2 separate regions of the Mus musculus genome follow, and region 1 is linked to region 2. The links are chromatin contacts, called in public HiChIP or PLAC-seq maps. All regions are on one chromosome and are shown on one strand. Each heading gives the region's core, a stretch centred on a gene start, on an enhancer-like site or on the middle of the called end of the contact. The rest is flanking DNA. Distances are from core to core; before and after follow the strand shown. Region 1 holds the start of 4930448E22Rik (a long non-coding RNA gene). Region 2 holds the start of Pafah1b2 (platelet-activating factor acetylhydrolase, isoform 1b, subunit 2).

The links. HiChIP or PLAC-seq counts read pairs in DNA pulled down with a chosen protein or histone mark.
Region 1: a contact with region 2 is called in an H3K27ac HiChIP or PLAC-seq map of embryonic stem cells, with 4 times the contacts expected there. The contact joins the promoter of 4930448E22Rik here to the promoter of Pafah1b2 in region 2. A contact is called at or near these places in 10 of 39 promoter capture datasets (the C10 cell line, the HPC-7 cell line, HPC-7-derived erythroid cells and 5 more), 6 of 484 Hi-C or Micro-C datasets (B cells, embryonic stem cells and liver), 7 of 115 datasets of contacts at active chromatin or transcription factors (differentiating embryonic stem cells, embryonic stem cells, pro-B cells and 1 more) and 4 of 9 other capture datasets (adipose tissue, embryonic stem cells, liver and 1 more).

Annotation. Positions count from the first base shown.
Region 1 is chr9:46,329,052-46,334,184 of GRCm38.p6, reverse strand. 4930448E22Rik (a long non-coding RNA gene) reads left to right here and starts at 3,392. Exons shown (of 4, transcript XR_379345.4): 1 at 3,392-3,455; 2 at 4,654-5,133. It overlaps Gm39329 (a long non-coding RNA gene), which reads right to left. Exons shown (of 2, transcript XR_870704.3): 1 at 4,426-5,133; 2 at 2,550-3,159.
Region 2 is chr9:45,981,227-45,986,838 of GRCm38.p6, reverse strand. Pafah1b2 (platelet-activating factor acetylhydrolase, isoform 1b, subunit 2) reads left to right here and starts at 1,968. Exons shown (of 6, transcript NM_008775.3): 1 at 1,968-2,134.

The DNA.
Region 1 (5,133 bases), core at 2,143-4,642, 350 kb before region 2:
GGTGCTTCCTTAACCAGAAGATCTGAGTTGGATTCCCCAGAACTCACACAGTGGAAGAAGAGAACCAACTTTTGCAAATTGTCCTCTGGCAGACATGGTCTATAACCCCCACACTCAGACTGAGTCAGGAGGATTGCTGTGAGTTCAAGGTCAGCCTAGGGTACTTATTGAAACTTTGACAAAAGAGAGAGAGAGAGAGAGAGAGAGAGAGAGGAAGGAAGGAAAGAAAGAAAGAAAGAAAGAAAGAAAGAAAGAAAGAGAAGAAAGAAAAGGAAGGAAGGAAGGAAGGAAGGAAAGAAAGGAAAGAAAGAAAGAAAGAAAGAAAGAAAGAAAGAAAGAAAGGGAGAAAGAAAGAAGAAAGAAAAGGAAGGAAGGAAGGAAGGAAAGAAAAAGAAAGAAAGAAAGAAAGAAAGAAAGAAAGAAAGAAAAGAAAGGAAAGGAAGAAAAGGAAGAAAAGGAAGAAAGAAAGAAAGGAAGAAAGAAAGAAAGAAAGAAAGAAAGAAAGAAAGAAAGAAAGAAAGAGAAAATGAGTGAAATAAACCAGGGAGCTGTCCCACCATGGTGGTGCACTTAGAAGGCAGAAGCAGGCAGATCTTATGAGTTCCAGGCCAGCTTGGTCTACATAATTAGTCCCTGGACAGCCAGGGCTATGTACATAGACCCTGTCTCTAAAGAAACAAAGCTAGAGAGATACATAGTCAACAAAAGCCCTGCCTCGTGAGAAAGAGAACCTGAGTTTGACTCCCAGAAGTCACACAGGGCTTGGCACTTTTCTAATGCCAGCACTCAGAAGGACAGATTAAGGTGGATCCCTGAGGTCCACTCACTAGCCAGCCGCCATAGCCTAATTGGTGAGGTCCAAAAAGCAAGGTAGTGAGGCTGGAGAGGTAGCTAAGAGTACTTACAGCTCTTGTCGAGACTCAGAGTTCAGTTCAAGCACCCATACCAGGTGGCTAACCACACCTGTAACTCCAGTTCCCAGGGACCCTCCGCCCCTTGAGCACCTACAAACATGCAGGCACACACACATACAAATAAATAATAAGCGAATCAGAACATACACAAAATGACATCCAATGCTAATACCTGACTCCTCTTGTACACACACACACACACACACACACACACACACACACACACACACCACAGAGAGAATGGTGAGCCGACTCTACTACTCTTGGAACTGTTGGTTCTCCTGCTTAGAAGGGATCATGAAACAACTCTAAACCCGCTCCGGTGAGTTTACTGTGCCCTCTTTGGCTCTCATTACCTGAGACCTATCTGCCTCCTTAACGATCCAGTTGAAGCTAGAGAGGGTTCAGTGGCTAAAAGGACTTGTTGCACAAACACGAGGACCTGAGTTTAGATCTCATCACCCACCCATAACAAGCCAGGCTTGGTCTCCTGCCTGCATACCTGTCATCCCAAACTGTGAAGGTGGTAAGGCGGACACAGGAGAATCCCTGGGCATGATGTCAGCCAGACTGACTGAAAACTTTGAGCTCTGGGTTTGAGGAGAAACCCTGCCTCAAAGGAGCAAAGCAGAGTGCTAGAGGACAGTTGGCACCCACCTTTGACCTGTGTGTGTACCTGTGTATACGTGTGTGAGTATACCACAAACACAATACACACACTAATAAACATATCTATATATAAACAAGAAATGCAAAGATACAGTTGTCTCTATTGGAACTACCTAGAGCAAATCAAATGTCATCAGTTTCCAACTGGATCCTTTTCACCTCACAGAACCAACTACAAGACCAAGCATCGATAGAGGAGCTAGAGAAAATACCCAAGGAGCTAAAGGGAACTGCAACCCTATAGGTGGAACAACAATATGAACTAACCAGTACCCCGGAGCTCTTGTCTCTAGCTGCATATGTATCAAAAGATGGCCTAGTCGGCCATCACTGGAAAAAGAGGCCCATTGGTCATGCAAACTTTATATGCCCCAGTACAGGGGAACACCAGGGCCAAAAAGTGGGAGTGGGTGGGTAGGGGAGTGGGGGGAGGGGTATGGGGGACTTTTGGGATAGCATTGGAAATGTAAATGAGGAAAATACCTAATTAAAAAAATTATCATAAAAAAAAAAGACCAAGCATGAGACCAAAGGAGACTAACTCTTGGTCAAGAGCAGGAGAAGCAGGCAATATGCTCTAAAATCAACTGCTCTAGATGCTGGGGATCCAGAAGTTATAGCTCCAGGTAAGACAAAATGAGGGTGAGCAACAGGCTGGTAATGGAGGGAATTGTGTGTGTCTTCTGGGAGTGGATAGAGCTTTCCCAGGAATTCTGGGGCCACCTCCTTTGGCTCCTTGGATGGTTCTTTCTAGTTGTCATCACAGCAATTGTCAACTGTCAAGACACTGGAGTATGTCGTTTAGTGTGGGGATGACATTATAATTAAGTTCACAGTTATCTGGCAGCCATCTTAGATGGCATAGGGAGAGACACTTCTGCATGCAGGCATCTTGTCCTCAGAGACTGTGGTGGCTAATCTTGATTGTCTACTCGATGGGCTTTAGAATCACCATGGAAACAAATCTCTGGTCACATCAGTGAGGGATTATCTACATTAGGTTAAGGGAGTTGGAAGACCCAGCCTAAGTGTGGGCAACACCATTCCTTCCATGGGCTGGGGTCACTCCATGGCCTGAGGTCCTTCCATGGGCTGGGGTCATTCCATGGGCTGGGGTCATTCCATGGGCTGGGGTCCTTCCATTGGCTGGGGTCCTCCCATGGCTGGGGTCCTCCCATGGGCTGGAGTCATTCCATGGGCTGGGGTCCTTCCATGGGCTGGGGTCCTTCCATGGCTGGGGTCCTTCCATGGCTGGGGTCCTTCCATGGGCTGGGGTCCTTCCATGGGCTGGGGTCCTTCCATGGCTGGGGTCCTTCCATGGGCTGAGGTCATTCCATGGGCTGGGGTCATTCCATGGGCTGGGGTCCTTCCATGGGCTGGGGTCCTCCCATGGGCTGGGGTCCTCCCATGGACTGGAGTCATTCCATGGGCTGGGGTCCTTCCATGGCTGGGGTCCTTCCATGGCTGGGGTCCTTCCATGGCTGGGGTCCTTCCATGGCTGGGGTCCTTCCATGGGCTGGGGTCCTTCCATGGCTGGGGTCCTTCCATGGGCTGGGGCCATTCTGTGATATGCTTTCTGGGATTGAATAAAAAGGAGAACATGAGTGAGCACATGCTTTCATCTCTTTCTACTTCTTAACTAGAGACACAGCGTGAACGTTGGCTTCTTCTGTCCGTGCTGGTGTGACTTTCCCACTAGGGAAGGACTGTCTCCCCTAGCACCCTGAGCTAAAACACACCCTTCCTTTCCTAAGTTGCGTTTGTGCAGTATTTTTGTAGCCGTCACAATCAACTGATCCCATGACCGAGCAAGGAGAAAAGCAGCTAGGCTGTGTAGGTCAACTCTTCTCACAGCCCAGTCTGCTGAAGAGGGTAACTTACTCTCTGACGGAATGGTTAAGCTCCTCCCCCACCCGCCAGAAGTCCTGCTGTGAGCTCCTCTCCCTCCACCTTGAGTTTCAGAGTTCAGTGCAAATTTGAGTTCTTAGTTTGTGTCAAGGAGTGTGCTAAGACGCTCCCTCGACATCTCATCGCTCACCCCAGGAGGTGGCTCCTCAGTACCCCCCATTTGACAGATGAAGCTGGGGAGCAAAGGACCTGGGACAAAGAGACTTAGCTCCTCTCTGCTACCCTGCCTGGGCTCTCGAGGAGAGAGAAGGATTCGTGCGCTCTCTCCCAGCTGCTCCAGCAGAAGGGCTGGAACTAGTGCCGCTGTTCTTAGAGTCCAAACCGCTGGCTTTGCACCCACTCCCACATGTTACGTACGATGGCCTGGGCAAGCCACCTGTCTTGTCTCCTGACCGTAAAAGAGAGGGCAACGGTGTCGCCCAGCTTCTCTGTCATAACGGGGGTGAACTGAGATGCACTTGTCTAAGGACAGAAAGATTGCTTAGTAGTTGAGTGGTTGCTGCTCTTCCAGAGGACATGAGTTCAATTCCCTATAACCACATGCCCCTCCCCCACCCCCACCCCCACCCCCACCCCCGCATGAAAATGCCTGTAACTCCCGCCTCAAAGAATCGGATGCCCTCTTCTGGCCTCCGTTAGAAACTGCATGCATATTGTGAACCCACACCGATACGCAGTACACATTAATTAAAAGTAAATTAAGTCTTTTAAAAAGGAGAGATTTGTCAGGGTGACCCTGAGCCCGATGACCCCCACGTTAATCCACTGCAGCCGGAGCCCAGGAAAGTCGAGCAAACGAGGTGATTCCTGCCACAGCTGGGAGGGGGCTGAGTCTCTCCAGATTCATGAGCTAAGTTCAAGTCCTCAGATCTCCCATCAGGCCTGGAGTCACTCTGTAAAATGATTTGTGAAGTGACAAGCAAAAATATATTACCAATTTAAGAGTGTGATTTGCCTGCAACTTTTTAATCCTCCGGCTGTTGTTGAATAGATTAAAGTGTCTGCTTTGATCCATGCATTTAGATGGAGACATAAATATAGCCATCACTTATTTTCCCAGCCGCAGGGATGGGTGTCGTGCTGTGTCTCACAGGCTTCCGACCCCGCCAGGGTACGGCAAGAGAATGACCTTTTTGCCATTCAAATCTCTCTTGCATTTCAGCCCTGACTTTTCAGCTCCTGACCGGGCCTATCAGCAGCCTCCTAATTCGATCACTGCTCACTCCAGGAAACAGTCACCAGGAAGGAGGTCCGGCGCAGGCGGGAAGCAGCGGCCGCGCAGTGCCCTGGTGCTGTGAACTTCCCCTGGCTCGCCAGAGCCCTGCAAAAATAAATCTCCGGAGAAATAGATTTTGAAGAGGAATTCGGCACATAGATCTTCTGTCAGCGGAGCAGACTCTGCCTCAGCCGTTTTTCAGGCTCGCTGAGTATCCAGAAATACATCTATTTTTACATGGCTCTCTAGCGAGAGTTCCTCTTGCCTGGAGGGGTAAGAGGCCGTGGAAGGAGTCAGAGGATGGGAGAGGAGAGGGGTGCGGGCACTGACTGGAGAAGGACAGGGAGGTGACCGTGCAGTGCTGGTCTTCCCGGTTTTCCTGCATCCTGCAGGACCTTGGGTTTGCCAACCAAGTTTGGGTTTGCC
Region 2 (5,612 bases), core at 719-3,218:
TTGCTGGGATTTGAACTCAGGACCTTCGGAAAAGCAGTCAGTGCTTTGGTTTTTTTTGTTTTTTTTTTTGTTTTTGTTTTGTGTGTTTGTTTGTTTGTTTTGCGGGGGGGGGGGGGTTGAGACAGGGTTTCTCTGTATAGCCCTGGCTGTCCTGGAACTCACTCTGTAGACCAGGCTGGCCTCGAACTCAGAAATCCGCCTGCCTCTGCCTCCCAAGTGCTGGGATTAAAGGCTTGCGCCACCACAACCCAGCCAGTCAGTGCTCTTAACTGCTGAACCATCTCGCCAACCCCCAGGATTTTCAAATATAGAATGTCTCCTTGGGTTCAATCTATAGTACAACCAAAAATGAGGAGCCTTAAGGGCTTGAAGAAAAGTTTTGTAGAGCTGAGAATGTAGCTCAGTTGATAGTTTTTGTCTAAGACGCATAAAGCCCTGTACTCAATCCTGAAGGACTGTGTGAGACCCAAGCATGGTGGCACCCAGGAAGGGAGGAAGCAGGAAGGTCCTACGTTCATAGCTGCAGAGTGAAGTGGAGGCTATCCTGGGCTACGTTTTTCATTTTAAGAGCAAGCAATCAATCAAGGTTTCTTATGAATAAAAGATAGTATCAAAATGTGTGTGTGTGTCAGAGAGACAGAGAGAGAGAGAGAGAGAGAGAGAGAGAGAGAAGGGGGAACACCATGACTAAAAGCCAAGTGGAGAGGAAAGGACTTACTTCCTTTACAGCTCTCAGATCACAGCTGTCACAGAGAGAAGTCAGGGTAGGAACTGGAGCTATAGAATGTCGTTTCTTACTGACTGACTGTGTGCTCTTATACAACTCAACTCAGGGCCACCTTCGCCAAGTGGCACCACTCACAGTGGGATACGCCCATCAATTATTAATCAAGAAAATACCCTCATAGACTGCCTACATGCCAATCGGATGAAGGCATTTTTAAAGTTCCCTTCCTCAAATGACCCTGATTTGTGTCATTGACAAAAACAACCCAGACATAGGGCTTTATCATTGGAAACCAATTCAAGTTGTTTCTCTTAACAGTGTATTTAATACTAAACTGTTTAAATAACCCTTTACGATATTCTCTTGATCAAAACACTTAAAACAGCACTTACTGAGATCTTGCTAGTGTACCATATGTAACTGGAATATCTGCAGAAGAGTTATGGAGGCAGTGACAAAGTCATTATCTTGAAATTTTTATTTTGCATTCGAGATAATACAAGCAGCACATAAGTGATTTGAAATTTTATTTTATTATCTCGATAATTTAGGCTTACAGGTTTCAAGAACATTCTCAATCAGTTTCAGAGTCCTGGAATGCTCTGCAATTCACTATTATGAGTTTGAATGAATCCTATCCATCATTAAAGAGCCAGCCCTGGCACTGCTCCACCAAGTTTCCCTGCTAATGATGACGCAATCTCTTGCCCCTCCTCTTGGCGCTGATCTGTCCTGCACTTATCCAGCCGTTAGCATCTAATCTCTACATTGACTCTCTATGTACTCCCCTAAACTGGATGGATTTCTAAGGTAAAGACTGGGGTTTCTGTTATTCCCCGAGTGGTATCTATCACACAATTCTGAGTATCATCATAGAAATTCTGCTGGTAAATGTAGGGGTTGCCCCTTTTAACTTCGGGCCTATTTCTCCCCATTCTCTGCAATCTGGTTTATCCCATCGGTGGAGGAAATCAGTGGCTAAGAAGGGAGTAGCGTCAGCGAGAGGTCAAGCTACACTGTCTCTAAGGCCATCTCCGGATAGTTTCCGTCATCCTATCAGGACAGGAAGGCAGTTACAGGAAAGATGGAGGCTCAAGTCGGGGAAAGAAAGAGAACAAAGTCAGTACTTGGCAGGGACGGTAGACCTGTGCGCCAAGCAAAGAGCGCGCACTGCGAGGGAAAGTGAGGCGCACCCGCCCCGCAACTAGCCCCGCAGCCAGGGGCGGGACTTCCGGAAGCCATTTGCCCGAGTGGCAGGGGGACCGGAAGTGGAGGCGCTGCTGCTTGGTGCTGGGGCCCGAGGAGGGGACGCGCGCCGGAACGCGGCCGTCGGGATCAAGCGAGCGACTGAAGCGCAACCCGCCGACGCCGCAGCCGCTGAGGGCCCCGCACGGACCCTCTGCCTGTGTGAGTGCATCGTGGGGACCGCGGAGCCGGGGCCTCGTCGTGACGGGTGGGACGCGCGGGCGAGCCGGTATTGTGAGGCCCGGCTCCCCTCCCCCACGCCGCCCCTCCCCCGCCGCGCCCCGCGCTGTCGCCCTGCAGGGCCTCCGGGGCCCCGCGCCGTCGCCGCTGCCCTGCGGCGCCCTGGTTCCACCCTGGCCAGCGGCTGAGCGGCCCGCGGGTCCCCTGGCCCGGCCTCCTGCCTCAGCTGTCGCCTTTTCCCTCCATCCCCGGGGTGGGACCTCTAGGCCCAAGCCTGTGACTGGGTTGTGCCTTTTTTTTTTTTTTAACGGATCACGCTCTTTGCCCTTCTCGTCGAAAATTGTCTCCTCATTCGAAACTTCTCTGTTGCCTTCGCTTATACTTCCCAAAGACCCGTGTCAGGGCTCTGAAAGGATTGGTAGAGGCTAGCCTTAAGGGTCACCCACTTCATTCGGCGACGAGGCCCAGGCGTTGGTGACTTGGCCGATGGCCTACCGCCAGCCAGGTACATCTGTCAGTGAGTAGTTTCCTTGGAGGTGTGTTTCCTCTCCCCAGCCCTTGTGGTCCATGTCCACTTAGCGGGTCAGAGCCTGTGGTCTCCAGGTTTGAGTTACTCATGGCAGAGTGACTCGTTATCCTTTCCATAGCTCCCAGGCTGACGTTGCCTTTCATCATGTATATACGGATCTTAAGGAAACCCAAAGCCATAAAGCGTTGGCGTCTCTGAAGAACGTGGCTATGGACAAAGGGAAGGGCACCAAGACGCTAAGAGCAGGTCCTAGACTTGCATTTTCTACAGCGTTGAGTTGAGTGGAGAGAATGGGCCAGAGGAAAAGGTGTGGAAAAGAGAAAAATGCAAGCTTATCTTTCCCTTGGATGAGGCTTGTGTCTGCCCGTCAGTTCCTTCTCTGGGCACATTGTTCAGACTTAAAGGTTGCCTCCTTGTGGGAGAGCAGGGGAGGGAATCATTGTGCATTAATTTGTTGGCATGGGCACTTGATAATAAATTATGGATGGGCTGGATCCTGGGGGGCCGCCCACCAGAGACCGGGGCAGGGCATTCTGGACGAGGCTTGCCTTCCTCTTCAGAATAATTCTGCCAACTCTCTGAAGCAAAATGAAAAGCCTCAGGCCTTAATGGAAGCATCCTAAATCTTTTCATTCTCATTCAAAAGTCTCAGCAAGCTTCTAGGTTCTCTCTCTCTCTCTCTCTCTCTCTCTCTCTCACACACACACACACACACACACACACACACACACACACACACACACACCCCGGCTGAGCTTGAGGGGTTGTAGTTGTTTTGTTGGGACTGACTTCCACACCACTAGTGTAGAGAGTCCGGTGCTGTGCTGTGTCGTTGAGGTCTAAATTAAGTGGGGAAGATAGAAAGTTTAGGATTAGGACTGCCTTCTCTCCCTGGAGATTTTTGAAGGACAACAAAGTTTGCTCTGCAAAATAGTTTTTCATGGAAATGTACACAGTTGCCCACCTTTTATCGCCTCCTTGCTAGTTTTTCATAGGAAGCCTGCAGTTCCCTGGCTAAGGAGATTATTCTGACCCAGTAAGGTGAGGTGGGAAGTGTTGGTTTTTAGTTTTTGAACTCCTAGGGATTGGGTACTACCTCTGGGAGGTGGAGCAAACGACAGTCAGGAGCTGGGATGTGGGTGCTGGGAATCAAACCCAGGACCTGTGGAGGAGCAGTACCTGCTCTTAACTGCTGGGCCAGCTCTATCCAGCCCCCTCCTCATTTTATACAAACTCACTCATTTTGAGACAGGGTTTCTCTTTTGAAGCCTTCACTGTGTTGGAACTCACTGTGTAGACCAGGCTGTCATCAAACTCAGAGATCCCCTGCCTCTGCCTCTTGAGTGCTGGGACTAAAGGTGTGAGCCACTCTCCTGAAGGTGGCTATGATAGGAAAATGGTTCAGGAATCCCTGTAATTTTTTTTTTTAACTTCAGTAGGATACTCTTTGGATAACTCTTGATTCATTCTTCACTTTTAAAATTGTCTGGGTTTTTAAAAGTTATTTATTTTTATGTGAATGAATGTGTTTCCTACATGTATGCATATCATATGTATGCAGTGCCAACAGAGACTGGGAGAAGGCGCTAGGTTTCTTGAAACCGGAGTCACAGATGGTTGTGAACCACAGTATGGATGCTGAGCCCTAGTCCTCTGCAGGAGCAGCTGATGCTCTCAACCACTGTCTCATCTCCTGTCTCCCAAAATGTTATGCTTTTAAAATTTTTTATTATATTTGTATGATGTGGAGGTGGGTGTACACACATGCCCTAAAGCACAGTGACTGAGTGTCCGAGGTCAGGAACAGCTTTGTAGAGTAATGGGCATCATTAAATTTGTATAGCGGGTGCTTTACCAGCTGACAGCCGAGACAGGGTTTCTCTGTGTACCCCTGGCTGTCCTGGAACTCATTCTGTAGACCAGGCTCAAAACTCAGAAATCCCCCTGCCTCTGCCTCCCGAGTGCGAGTGCAGGGATTAAAGGCGTGTGCTACCATATGCCTGGTTTAGGCTTTTCATACTTTTCTTTTCTTTTCTTTCTCCCTCCCTCCCTCCCTCTCTCCCTCCCTTCCTTCCTTCCTTCCTTCCCCTTCCTTCTTTTCTTTTCTTTTCTTTTCTTTTCTTTTCTTTCTTTCTCTCTCTCTTTCTTTCTTTCTTTCTTTCTTTCTTTCTCTTTCTTTTGGCTTTTCCTTCCTTTCTTTCTTTCTTTCTTTCTTTCTTTCTTTCTCTTCCTTCCTTTCTTTCTTTCTTTCTTTCTTTCTTTCTTTCTTTCTCTTCCTTTCTTTCTTTCTTTCTTTCTCCCTTTCTCTCTCTCTCTCTCTCTCTCTCTCTCTCTCTCTCTCTCTCTCTTTATGGATACAAGGTTTCTGTGTACAACAGCCCTAGCTGCCTCAGGAGACATGGCTGGCCTCAGCTCAGAGAAATTAAGGTGTGTGCTAACACCTGGTTTGGCTAGACCTCTGGATTGTCTCAGGCCTGGCCTAAAAAGAAGAGACAGTAGAGGGCTGGGGAGATGGCTCAGTGGTAAGAGAGCACTGGCTGCTCTTCTAAAGGTTCTGAGTTCAATTCCCAGCAACCATGTGGTGGCTCACAACCAGCCACCACATGAGATGTGGTGAGATGTGGTGCCCTCTTCTGGCCTGCAGGCAGGCAGAATGCTGTATACATAATAAATAAATCTTAAAAAAAAAAAAAAAGAGTTTATGGCTCAGCTTTCCATTTCTGGGTCTTAAAAATGTTGCTAAACTGCAGGCTTCTGTGAAAGATACTTTATATTGTAAGATGTTTGATTTGGCAATAGAGTACAGGATCCAAGTGTCTGGAGGCACAAAGTAATTTCACTCAGGTACTCTGCTTTTGTAGTCATGGTTGAGGGACTATCAAATTTGAAATACTTTTTATAATCTTCTAGTTAGAACTGCCTTTTAACTTT